3 separate regions of the Gossypium hirsutum genome follow, and regions 1 and 2 are each linked to region 3. The links are chromatin contacts, called in public Hi-C maps. All regions are on one chromosome and are shown on one strand. Each heading gives the region's core, a stretch centred on a gene start, on an enhancer-like site or on the middle of the called end of the contact. The rest is flanking DNA. Distances are from core to core; before and after follow the strand shown. Region 1 holds the start of LOC107962524 (protein transport protein Sec24-like At4g32640). Region 2 holds the start of LOC107962525 (F-box protein 7). Region 3 holds the start of LOC107962531 (dnaJ homolog subfamily B member 4).

The links. A called contact is a pair of places that touch in the nucleus more often than the background predicts.
Region 1: a Hi-C map of leaf shows a contact between it and region 3, with 3 times the contacts expected there. The contact joins the promoter of LOC107962524 here to the promoter of LOC107962531 in region 3. A contact is called at or near these places in 9 of 34 Hi-C or Micro-C datasets (callus, hypocotyl, leaf and 1 more).
Region 2: a contact with region 3 is called in a Hi-C map of leaf, with 5 times the contacts expected there. The contact joins the promoter of LOC107962525 here to the promoter of LOC107962531 in region 3. A contact is called at or near these places in 11 of 34 Hi-C or Micro-C datasets (callus, fibers, leaf and 1 more).

Annotation. Positions count from the first base shown.
Region 1 is chrA06:7,592,454-7,597,025 of Gossypium_hirsutum_v2.1, reverse strand. LOC107962524 (protein transport protein Sec24-like At4g32640) reads left to right here and starts at 2,868. Exons shown (of 25, transcript XM_016898942.2): 1 at 2,868-3,109; 2 at 3,252-4,187. The coding sequence starts at 3,321.
Region 2 is chrA06:7,648,777-7,653,171 of Gossypium_hirsutum_v2.1, reverse strand. It overlaps LOC107962525 (F-box protein 7), which reads left to right and starts at 1,923. Exons shown (of 11, transcript XM_016898943.2): 1 at 1,923-2,039; 2 at 2,255-2,347; 3 at 2,497-2,609; 4 at 2,963-3,079; 5 at 3,160-3,256. The coding sequence starts at 2,030.
Region 3 is chrA06:7,846,801-7,851,083 of Gossypium_hirsutum_v2.1, reverse strand. It overlaps LOC107962531 (dnaJ homolog subfamily B member 4), which reads left to right and starts at 1,927. Exons shown (of 3, transcript XM_016898949.2): 1 at 1,927-2,376; 2 at 2,532-2,977; 3 at 3,049-3,777. The coding sequence starts at 2,224. The coding sequence ends at 3,496. LOC107962530 (aldehyde dehydrogenase family 3 member H1) reads right to left here. Exons shown (of 10, transcript XM_016898948.2): 10 at 3,799-4,283. The coding sequence ends at 4,073.

The sequences.
Region 1 (4,572 bases), core at 1,619-4,118, 250 kb after region 3:
AGAAATAGACATTTCTTCTTCATTTTTCTTCATCCTTTGCCGAAAAACCATGAAAGCAAACCTTGGATAATCGGCCAAGTTCAATACATTGCATGTAAGTGAAATTGATACCCGTTTCTTATAATTTTTACGTTTTTGAGATCATTGTAACTAGGTCTAGCTAGCTCATACCTCTGTTTTTGAATCTGTTAAAAATTTTAGAAGTTTCTACTGATGAATCTTGAATGTTTTTTTATGATAATTATGTGTTTGAAGCTTTGATTGTGATATTTGGTTGTTTTGTGAAGTGATTTTTATTAGATTTTGATTTAAGGATTAAATTGTTAAAATATCAAAATTTCAAGGTTTATTGGTGAATAAGAGGTGTTTTGTGGACTTTTTAGAAGTCTCGAATATTCTTCTATAAATTTTGACTTGAGAAAATGGTTAATTTGATAATTTTTGGGTTAAAGGACTAAATTGCAAAACTTGTAAAAGTTAGGACAATTGTGTAATTTTGAAAAATAAAAGGGTATAAAATGTAGAATAAATTGGAATATGAAATGTAAGCTAATAATTGAGAATTTTATATTTTAGAGCAAGTTACTATTGATTTTTGTGGAAAAAAGAAAATAGCGGAATAATTCATGAACTTCTGCAACTATTACAACTCAGTCCAGGTAAGTTTGTACGAATTTTAATTTAATATCTATATGAAATTTACGATGACATGATATGAAATAGTGGATATAAATTATTCTATTGATGTTGTAAGTTGTTTGGGAAAATGTTGTTGATATCAATAATTGGGCCGAATGAAAGCGAGATAGAGTACAACTGAATGATGGCATGTTATGCGAGGTTGAAGTGGAGATTGATGTGGAGAGCTTTATATATTTTTCCTAAGTATACCGAAGTTCAACATTTGTTGCGAACTCTCGTGTTATACTATCCTGATTTGGCGTGTTATGGGAGCGGATATATAACTTGGGGGCTAGGCACTTACTGCCGTGGCGTGTTATCGATTGGATTAGCTCTTATGAGCATTTGACGTGTTATTGGGTAGATTAGCTCTTATGAGCAGTTGGCGTGTTTCGGTTGGATTACTTGTGTAGTCATATCTGTAAGTCATTCATTAGGTCGTAAATCGTTGTATTGTAACTTATTTAATGATTTTGAATGGCATGACATGTATTTGACATCTTGAATTAACTCGTTGTAGACATATATATTTTCCCAGAAATTATTATTTGAGCTTTGAATTGAATTATGCAATTCACCGGTTTGACATTGTAGATGATAGTAAACACTTGTTATTGAATTATTTTTTATTGAATTGTTATATTTACTTTGATAAGATTTATTGTTTCTGTACGTCGAACTTACTAAACTTCAATAAGCTTACTTGTGTTAATTTATGTTTCTTGTAGACACTTTTGAAGGTTGGACGATCAAATCAGCACTCAAGTCACACTATTCATCCAATTTTGGTAGCTTTTGAACATTTGTTTTGGCATGTATATATATAAAGAATGAGCTTAAGTGTAAGTAGACAACTTATTGTGATATATGTGAATGAAGGAAGATGTCTTTGGTACAAATTTATTGCATATGTTTGATTAATAAGTTATTTTGCATTGTTATGAACTGAGATGCCTATGATAGACATAATGGTTAGAAGTTTAAGTTGTGTGAATTTGTATGTCTTGGTTGATGATTTGTATCGTGGTATAACTGTGTATACTTGTGGTACCAATGAGGGTACATTGGTTAAGCACTTTAGATGGTTGAATTAGTATGAATTGAGCTTGTTTAATGGCATTTTGAATGACCCTAATGGTTGGTATATGGATTACTTAGAGTCCAAGAAAACTTGAAATGGTAAAATTGATGTTTAAGGTTTATTTAGGTGAACACGGCTTGGGACACGGGCTACCACACGCCGTGTGCCACCACAGCCATGTGATTTAAGTCAGTGTGTTACATGGCCTCCGACATGACCATGTGTCCTAAGTCAGAGAGTTACACAGACTGGCACACAGCTTGCGACACGACCGTGTGACCCAACTCAATGAGTTATACGGGCAGAGACACGGGCTAGGACACGACTGTGTGTCCCAACTTTGAAAGTTACATGGCCTGGGGCATTCCACACGGTTGTGTGTCTCCTGTTTTTGAATTTTTTCATATTTTCCTGAAATTTTCTAATTTGTTTCAAATTAGTCCCTAAAGGTTTTAAGATTAATTCTTTAGTCCCTAAAGCTCGATTTAAGCCTCGTAGATGTAAGATATTTTTATAAATCAATTGGTTTATGGTATTTGAAAAATTATATTGAAATAATTATGATTTTACTTGTTTATTGTTGTTAACTTGCTGTAGCATTCTTGTAACCCTATTCTAGTGATAGATATAGGTTAAGGGTGTTACAAAGGAGAAAAAAGAAAAAAGTTTTTATGGTTTAAAAATGTACGATAAATTAAATTTATTTATTATTATTTTTAAACATTAATCTTATTATAAGTTTTCTTATACAATACTTAAAACTATCTATAGCCTCTTCCCAACTCTTAATAGGAGGATAATGCATTTTAACGCTTTCAAACTCACATCTCTTTACACGAATAATAATATCGATTACAATTGAACTAAGGCTAATAATAATATAGATTACAATTTAACTAAGGCTACATCGTGACTTATTTATTTATTTATTTTTAAATGGAACAGAAGGAAAAACCGGTAAATAAATCCAAATGGCTATTATTTGTAAGTCTGTGAAAGTAATCAGTGTTTTTTCAACAGTCTCAGACAAATAAAATACTTTCCTTAATTATACCTTTTTTTATTTATAATTTTTTTACAATTAAGATTTATTACAAATTTGTCTCCCATTCCTTCGCCAACGTTAAAATACCGTCGCTCTCTCTCTCTCGCTCTCGTTATTTGCCTTTTTTGTCTCTCTCTCCTTCTCCGATCATTTCCCCAGATCCATACCTCCGGTCGCTCCGATACTTCCCTAAAAAACCCTAATTTCTCCGATCTCTCCTTCTAAAACCCTACTCTCAGATCTAAACTTAATTATCTTCTTACATCCACAGATCCGACCTCTCCTTTTCTTTCCGATATCAGGTACTTAATTTCCTTTTTTATTCTTCTCAATTTTATTACATTCGATCTTAGTTTCTTTTATATGTTAATTTGCGATTACTATTACTGTGTATCTTTTAGAATTTTTGAAGAATTGTTGTTTTTGTTGTTTTGGTTTGTGTAGATTTGATCGTGTTGCAAAATATATAGACGGTTATTGAAAGAGGGGATTAGAATTTGTTTCTGATTAATTATGGCAGCTCCTGTGCCTCCAGGGGCACCTAGACCCGGCGCCAATTCACAACCACCACCACCACGAAATGTTAATCCTAATTATCAAACCAATCCCAATTCGTTAGCTGATAACATGCAGAATTTGAACCTAAATCGGCCAGTTTCAATGCCCAATTCTGGTCCTAGGCCCTCCCCTTTTGGTCAACAACCTCCCTTTCCTCAATCTGGAGGTTCAGCTGGATTCCCCGGTGCCTTGCCGCCAATGGCACGGCCTGGTCCGCCACCTGGTATGATGGGAAGACCTGCAGTGCCTCCTACTGGACCACCACAATCTGCTTTACCTGCAAATGTACCCCCAGGGAGACCCCTTGGTCAACCTTCTGGTCACTCTTCCCCTTTTGGGTCTAGACCTCCTCCTGGTTCTTTGTCTTCTTCAACAGGTGGTGCTGTTCTACCTTCTAGCGCTTTCCCATCTTCAGGTGCACCTAGCGGTGGAGTTGCACCACCAATGCCAGGTGCTCGCCCGAATGTTTTTATGTCATCTCCACCTTTGACTGGTCCAGCTGCGCCCCTCTCTCGTGCACCTGCTGGTCCTTTGAGTAATGGGCCTCCAGCAATTGTTTCGGGAGCTTTGCCTGGTGCATCCCAGTTTCCTCTTGCTCCAAGTGCTTCACAACCTCCTGTTGGACCTCCACTAACTATGATGTCAGCTAGGGCTCCTGCTCAGGCTCCAACCATGCGTTCTGTTTTGGGAAGTCCAGCTGTTACTTCCCCACCAGTTCAACCAATGCCTTCAGCATCACCATTTTCAGCTGTGCCTCAAGCTAGACCACCACCTCCAGGTTCTCCTTATGGACCACAGACTTGGCCGATGCAGCCTCAGCAGGTTAGTACTACAATCTTTACAGTTTATGCTTTCAGAATTCTTCCCATAAAGAAATGTAAACAACTGGAGTATATCATTGATTTTATTGTTGTTGAGTTGGTCATTTAGCAATCTGTATAAGGTGTACAAGGTCTTTGATTTCCTTTCTTTTCATAATGCATTTAGTAACTAAAATTTTATCTGCACCTCTTTGATGTTTGGAATTTTTGGCATTATATTAGTAGCTGTTAATTTGAAGAAAATCTAAAGCAATATAGAAATGAAGAAAGATTTTAGTAAACTTATAATGGAAGAATGAAAATTGATGGATGTGGTTTACTTTTCTACAATTAAATTGTTTATGCCTTGTAAATTGCTTTACAGTATATAGCTATGTTGTTCAAAC
Region 2 (4,395 bases), core at 674-3,173, 200 kb after region 3:
ACTGGAATGTTAAACTTTAAAAAAGTATAAAAACTAAAAATAACCAAATTAAAAATGCAAAAATTAAAAGGGACTAATAATAGAATTTAACCTATTTTTATCCTATTTGAATTGCATTATGTTGAAATAAAATACTAGATTCTCTCGCTGCGTTTCGAAAAATTAAATAAAATTTCAAACATTTTATTTATATTAATTTATGATAGATTCGTATAAAGATCTAATTTCTATACAACAAATTATGTAAGATATAGATTGAAACGAAACATAATATAAAAAATATGATATTAATTAGAGCATCACACTTCACAAAAAATAATACAAATATATGCAAGATTTAATATAAACAACACCCACGCCCATATAAGAAGCAAACATATCGCTATGGCAAACAATACAAAGTATGTAATGAGTTATGATATAATAAATACATAAATTATTCTCTAAATTACAACACTATAATAAATCGTTTAAAAATAATATAAAGGTACCAACAAGTTGTTATATGCAATAGTAAAATATATTATACTTTTAAAAAATAAATATATGTTCGAATATTGAATATATCATTATTAAGAGGAGCTGTCACAAATTCTGAATATTGAATGTACCAACTAGTGATTGGGTGAAATAGAAAAATGCGTTATATTCTTAAGGAAAAAAAAGTAGATTCGAATATTGGAGATAATATTATTAAGAAGGATAACCATAAACCCCGAAAATAAACCATAAAACGAACATACATGTAATATAAAAAAATGAAATTAACACATATATATGAATAATTTGAAATTTATACCACAAACATGGGATTGATGAAAAAAGAATATAAAAAATTTAATTCGAGCTGGTCAAGCTCGAATTTAACATTTTTAATCTGGGCTGGGCTTGGACATGATTTTATGCCAATTTTTGGGTCAAGTTCGGGTTTAAAAAACGAGCCTAAAATTTTGCATTGACCCAGTTCATGAGCAGGTCTAGTCATTACTATCTCAAACACTCAGACATGTTCATGTTTATAGTATAATTTTTATAACTTGTATAAAAATAATTTTAAATTTTTTATTTGACTTATGTAATTACTCAAAATCTTACCCTCCTCCTAAGAATTGGAAAGTATAATTGGGATATTCCAATTACACCCAATTCGATAAGACCCACCCGTTACAATGCTTACCCAAACATGCCATCATTGTGTAATTACAAGTAATTACACCCAAGCTAATTATTAGGTGGTTTTCCAAACTCTACCCTAAGTAAAATTTTGCTATTTCTTAAATCTGATATGCCAAACATATTATCATGTGTAATGTCACATCAATATATTATTTTTACATATTACTCACTAAAAATCTAGTTAATGGATTAACAATTATCATTTATGTTAAGATTGAAATTTCAAAATTTGAAATGTATAGAGACTTAGAATGATCCAACTAGAGAAAATGGAATAAATCTACAACTGTATAAATAGTACATGACTATTAATTAAAATTAATCAAATGAATTTAACTACTACTATTTGAGTTAAGACTAAAATTTCATATTTTAAAAAATACAGAACTAAAATTGATCAACTGGAAAAATATAAAAACAAGAATTAATCAAATAAAAATATAAAAATATAAAAATTAAATTTACAACTTTCACAAAATTAAAAACCCAATCCAATATTTCAAACATCTTCCACTCACTTCGCCAGCAATACTTCATAACTTGGATAGTGTTGAAATTTAAAGGGCCCAACATCTTAAAGGTAGGTTGCAGTGGTCTGTTAGAGTAGACTGGGCTGACTCAGTCGACCCGTTGATAACCTTTGTTTATGTTTTGGGTTATACTGAGTCTGTGTCTTCTAGTTTATTCTGATTGGGCCCTTCATGTAATCTCTCAGCATTTTTCCATCACTTATTTCTTATTTCCTATTTCCTTCTAATTTGGAAAAATCGGGTTTGGGAAATTTAAAAAGAGGAGAGAAGATTTCCTTCAATTTTCCTTTGAGGTTCATAAAAATATAGTAGATTCGATTCCTATGAATCCAGGTATTTATATTTCTATTATTGAATTCATTCATTTCTAAATTCCAATCCACCATTTTCTTTGCTTCCGGTGATTATTTTTATTCGAATTGTGTAGATACATTTTAAACTTCAATCTTTGTTATTGGTTTTGTTTCATCTCATCGCCTTCTTCCCCTAGTTTTCTTCTTCTTTTAATTACATTATTGTTAGTTAATTAATGGCCTTAATTTTTTCAGATTTTGCCTTAACAGTTCCCTCTGAAGTAGAATTAGAATCAGCTTTGCGCTTGAAGACCGTACAGTACTTTGTGACGCAGAGGCCTTGGCTTGGTATTTTTATTTATTTATTTTCATATATTTTCCATAATGATTTTATTCATTCTTTTTTTTTTTCTTTTCCGTTTGAAAGCCATTAGCTTAAATTTTTTGTATAAAACACTTGTAAATTATTAATGTTACTTTTTCTTTTCAAATTTCAGATCTTTATGGAAAACATGTTAGACCAGTTGCCCCTTTTGGAAGCGCCAGCAGAAGATCATATGTTGATCCTGCACTTATCCATCGTAGCTTGCCCGATGAGCTGCTTTTCGAAGTATTTCAATGCATTAGTTCTTTTTGACAAAATTGTTATTAGCTTACTTTGGTTTTCTCTATCTGCTTCTAATTGTTTATTATTCATCTAGAAATGCTAGGTTTTGAGCTGGCGAATGTAGAAAATGTGATTTTGAATCAATTGATTGTGGTTTGGTTGATAAACGGACATCTTGAAGTTTATTTTATTGCGTAAGAGCTGAAAATTCTAATTTCAATGGCAAAATATCAAATTTTCCAACTTATGAACTGGTAGAATTCCTTGTCTTTAAAACAAAGAGCAATTTAAAAGAAGAAACAATTTTTTCCCCTTTTTCCCCTTAATTAGAGAGTAATGATGAAATAAATGTACAGGTCTTTGTACGAATGGCTCCATATGATTTAGGAAGGGCATCATGTGTTTGTCGAAAATGGAGGTATACAATCCGTAACCCTGTGTTTTGGCGTACAGCCTGCTTAAAGGCTTGGCAGGTAAATTTGCCTTCCATATGGAAGCTTTTATTAGGTTGCATGAATTATCGATGCTTAAAACTAGTGCCTCTTTTCTTTAGCTTTCTGGCCTGGTGGAGAATTATAAGGTCTTGCAATCAAAATATGAAGGTTCATGGAGGAAAATGTGGCTTTTGAGACCTCGGGTACGAACTAATGGTATGTTGTGCTTTCTCAATTGTTTTTAGTTTTGGGTGTAATATATTCGGTGGGAAAGGGAGAAAGGTATGCTATTTGCATTCATTTATTTTGAAATTGTCAACTCTGTGCTATGCTTGGTCTTGCTGATTTTAGCACATGTTGCCATTTTGTTCTTGGGAGAATTTCTATGATTATGTTCTTCAATTTTCATAGTTCTGTCGAGTATTAGACAGATTAGTTTGTTTGGAACTATTGTTGAAATAATTTTCAAAATATGTCGAAGGGATAAAGAATTACTTGATTACATAATCAATCTATAAGTAGCTAGCACATTAGAAACTATGTATTAGCTTTGGTGAAGTTCCAAACAAAGGATATTGTTTTAAAGATGAAAAGAAATCTATGTGAGAATCTTTATATATGAAGGAATTTGAATGCCTGTTGATGGGATTTGAATTCTTGAGATTTAGAATGGAAAATAAGCTTCTATGATATTTTACACAAGGGGACTGAAATACTTGTCTAAAGATATTCGGATACTAGGTTTGGAAGGTATTTTGTAGAATTTGCAGAGGGGATTTCGTACCCCCTGAATCAAAGATTTGAGTACCCTAGTTCAAATTTTGGCAAATTTGTTGGGGAGGGCCTGTATCATTTCAAACTCATTCTTACCTTTCGCTTTTACTAGTAAAGGGTTGCCAATGATACCTACCGAGGTTCAAAATATGAGAACTCAATGAAAAAGACAAGTTGGTTGGATGGAACAGTACGACTAAATATACTACACTTTTGATTAAATCTCTCTAAATAAAGATATCAAAATTTTCCAACATAGAATATGAAAAGATAAATACAATTTTTGAATCACTCTCTTTGGTATCATTCTCAAGTAAATGTAAGTCCCTTAGTCTTTGTCTGCTGTAGAAAACCAAGTATAAGAATGGCTCTTATGAAAGGTATTTAGTGGTTTGATTTTGATTTGAAACATAAAATTTGTTGTATCTTAAGGCCCTTTGACAACACCCTTTACATACACTATAATTGAATATGAAAAAATAAATACAATTTTTGAATTTCTCTCTTTGGTATCATTCTCAAGTAAATGTAAGTCCCTTAGTCTTTGTCTGCTGTAGAAAACCAAGTATAAGAATGGCTCT
Region 3 (4,283 bases), core at 678-3,177:
CATCATGTATGTTACAAATGAATAAACCCATAAATAGATCTAGGATAAATTCAACTTGGATTATGTCTGATGTATTGTCAGTCCAAACAATCACATCTACATGTCTAATTTTGAGAGTCAATCCAACTCTGATAGACATAAAAAGTTATCTCCCTAACTGGACTTATAGATAACATAATAGTCTCATATTATTTGAATCATTTGCTCAATTTGATTCTATAGACTATGAACAATTTAGATTACCTACTAATATATTTTATTATAATCTATCTATATAATGCAATTTAATACTAAACAAGCCTTAGGTTATCAAGTAATAAATATTTATTTATACATTTTACTTTTCATACAAAAACCATTGAAGTCAATCTAACATAGAGATAATGAATGACATTTGTTTATTTTCATAAATAATTATTTTGACCATTTCAATAATTTATCAAATATTAATATTAAGACATAATAAACAAAACATACCCCACTTTAGAAGAACAAACCACTTAAAACCCAAACCCAAACCCAAACTCAAACTCCCAACATAACGAATGAAAACTCTAAAAGATCAAATCGCAACAACGACCATTATACCAACGTTAAAAAGACATCAATCAACAAAATGCTTCAACCATTTAGACATGAGGAGCATTATCCGCAAATGGTGTTGCCCTATCTACAAAACACCCTTCTAGAAGATGCAAGCTTTTGAGAAAAGAATTGCAATCTCTTCGCAAAACTAGGTATGATGATATGGGATAAACTTCTTATTCTAATTATCCTTTAGCTCCTCGATAGCTGTGAAATACCTACCGCCACAAAAAAAAACAAAAAACAAACTTATGCCAGTACTAGAGGTGTGCATGGGCCGGGGCTACCCGGTCCGGCCCGAAGGCCCGTCCAAAAAATGGGAGGGTTCGGGTAAAAATATAGGCCCGAAATATGGGTTTGGGCAAAAAAATGAGGCCCGTTTAGAAAATAGGCCGGGCTCGGGTAAAATTTTTTTGGCCCGAGCCTGACCCGGCCCGGCCCTAATTATATACTAAATATATATTTTTTATTTTTAATCATATTTATATTTTAATTTTAATTTTAATATAATTAATTTTTATTATATTTTTAACTTGTGTATTGTTTTAAGAATTGTTTTAATATATTTTTTATTTGTTTCTTGTTTTAATATTTGTTTTAAATGTATTTGATGATTTAATATATTTAAAAAAATTTATTTAATGAAATAAGTTAAAAAATTTAATATGGGCAGGGCCGGGCTGGACTCGGGCTTAACAATTTTATTTCGGGCAAGGCTTGGACAAAATTTTAGGCCCATATTTCGGGCCGGGTCAGGCCCAGACCTAGAAAACGGGCCTAAAATTTTCAATGGGCCCGGCCCGGACCCGGCCATGCACACCTTTAGCCGGTACTAGAGATCCAAGAGACTACATTGTGCAATACAATAATTATACAAAAAACTTGGGTGCCACAGATGCACTTTAACGTAGAGTTTCCTTTATGACAAAAACATGCAAAAAGTTAATATTTATCTTGATCGGAGCATTTCATGCAACCGATTCATCAATTCATGAGTCGCTTTTTTACCAACAAGACGATGTACAAAAACCCCTAAACTAAAACCAATACAATTTAGAAGGAACATGATATACTCTCATTTATTTGTAAGCTTTCATTGACAAATTTTTCTCCGCTATGAAAACCATGCAAAGATTTAGATTTGGTTTTTTGCTGTTAAATATTTTGATAGAAAAACAACCGGGTGGGGCTAGAGGATTAGGATATGTGTAATATGACATAAAAGGAAAATGTGACGTGGATCAGTTCAATTGGATAAGTAGTGGAGAAGGTGTATCTAATAATTTGGTCGACTTTGATGATTAAAATTTCAGACACGTTATTGTTTGTTATGGAAGATTTATCTTATTACGTGAAGTCAAGGCTTGGAGCTTAAAAAGGAAAAGAAAACAGAGCAAAATTATAAAAAGTTGAAAAAATATATAGGCTCTCTAATCTATTAGTCACAGCGTTTGCTAATTAAAGACAGGAGAAAATATCCCCCGGCTTAAATATTTGACAAATTATCCAAGCAATTTTCTGGTGTTGGGTTTATGGTCTAACTCTATCCATCTAATCCTCTTCTTTCTTCTTGCTGCCTTCGCCTTTCTTTCATTGTTTTTTTTTTTTGGGTGGGGGGGGTATTGGTGGTTGTCTCCCATGGTAAATCATCTGAACCAAGAACCTGTCCCCATTTTTAATCAAAAGAAGAAAGGTTTCAGTTTACGGGAGATTACCAGAGTCTTACGATCATGGCGACTTCGTCTTAAGAAATCCTCCTCTTCCGACCAACCCATATACCAACCTTCCCAGGTATACCTGTACGTTAAATCTCCATGCATGCAATGCAATGTAATGCAATAATAATATGTAAAAGTCTAAACAATAATTTAGAAATTATGAAAATTTGGTGATTCTTTGAATCCTCATTTGGGTTGTAAACGTGAGAGAAACTTTTCATGTTGTAGGGCTCTCCAGATGAGAATGGAGATGGACAAAAAATTGTCCGAGTTAGCAGCTGGACAAGCGATAGCGATGGGTCGAGATCCGAAGGTCGGAGTTCTAAAGGTTTTTTCAAGTATCGAAGCATGGACGCATGCTTTTCTCGCCAAGATTCTACAAACTCAAAGGGTACAAGCAAGAGGAGCCGCAGCCCCAGCCCCAGCCCCAAGCCTTCCTCACAGAATAAGGAGGGAAGCCTGAGAAGAAGCACAACAACAGATAGAAATGGCTTATTTGAGCCCCTGTCAGGAAGCACGAGCCGCCCGAATGGTAACCCCATCATGTTCTCAAACTCAACCGGGGTGGTGAAACCACCACCAATTGAGAAGCAACTCGAATGCACGCTTGAAGATTTGTGCTATGGATGTACCGAGAAGATAAAGATCAAAAGGGACGTTATTACAGAATCCGGGTTTGTAATCCGAAAAACATTACCTTAACCATCGTCTTGACTGAAATTGATGATCTGTTTATGATCTGCAGGCAAAGAGTTGAACATAAGGAGATGTTATCAATAAACGTGGAGCCGGGATGGAAGAAAGGAACAAAGATTACATTTGAAGGAATGGGAAATGAAGTACCTCGATTATATGCAGCTGACGTCACATTCGTTATTGCCGAGAAACAACATCCTATCTTCGGAAGAGACGGTGATGATTTGGAATTAACGATTGAAATTCCTCTGGTGAAAGCCCTAACAGGTTGCAGCCTTCCCATACCATTACTGGGTGGGGAGAAAATGGAACTGAAAATAGATGAAATCATTCACCCTGGATATGAAAAGATAATCACAGGCCAGGGCATGCCAACCACAAAAGAAGCAGCAAGCAGAGGGAACTTAAAAGTTAGATTCCTGATTAACTTCCCAACGGAGCTCACAGATGATCAACAAGCCGCCGCAGTTAGAATTTTAGGGGATTCTTCTTCATGAATGTGGTTTTAGTTTCTTTAGGAGTCTCAGAATTTGTTTTACTTGTGGATATGTTACTTCCAACAGTATTTCAGGCTTCCCTTCATTGTAAAATGTAATGTCAGGTGCTTCGCAGATACTTCAACAAGGAATATATCACCTGCTCATTACCAGTCAGCTAAAATCAAACCATTTTAACATTTTCATAAATGTAATGGGACCTGGCAGAATAACATTCCAATATGATGCCACTTACAATACCAGTTAGACATGTAAATGTAATGGTACCTTTCAAACTGGAACAAAGCATGTTAGTTCTGCAGTAAACAAAACCACCTCAGGCAAGGTTATCATCAAATCAACACATTTTTACAATGTTGAACTGCATCAGTGCCAATTCATTCCTATAAAATGATTCTCAAATCATGATACCTACATTATGAACATCACATTGATTTTAAGCGAAAAAAGAAAACTATACAACCGTGGTCTTTAAACTGACTTACATGCTTGAAAATATATTGAAATCAGTAAATTGCATAACATGAAAAAAATAATAAAAAGTTACAACAGAGATAGCCACATAGGTTTTCTCTTTTAAGCCTTAGACCATCCCATCAAAGCACGGATTATGCCTAATATGCTACCACCAAGAAGAGCCTTTAGTAACCTGAGCTTTCCATTTGTGTACGGTGGGTATCTTAGAGGTGCATCACCAGCAAAACTTCTATAAAGAACAGCCTTCTTATGGCTAAAAGTGTCAAAGGAGAATTTCCCATGGTAGGCACCCATTCCGCTGTCCCCGACT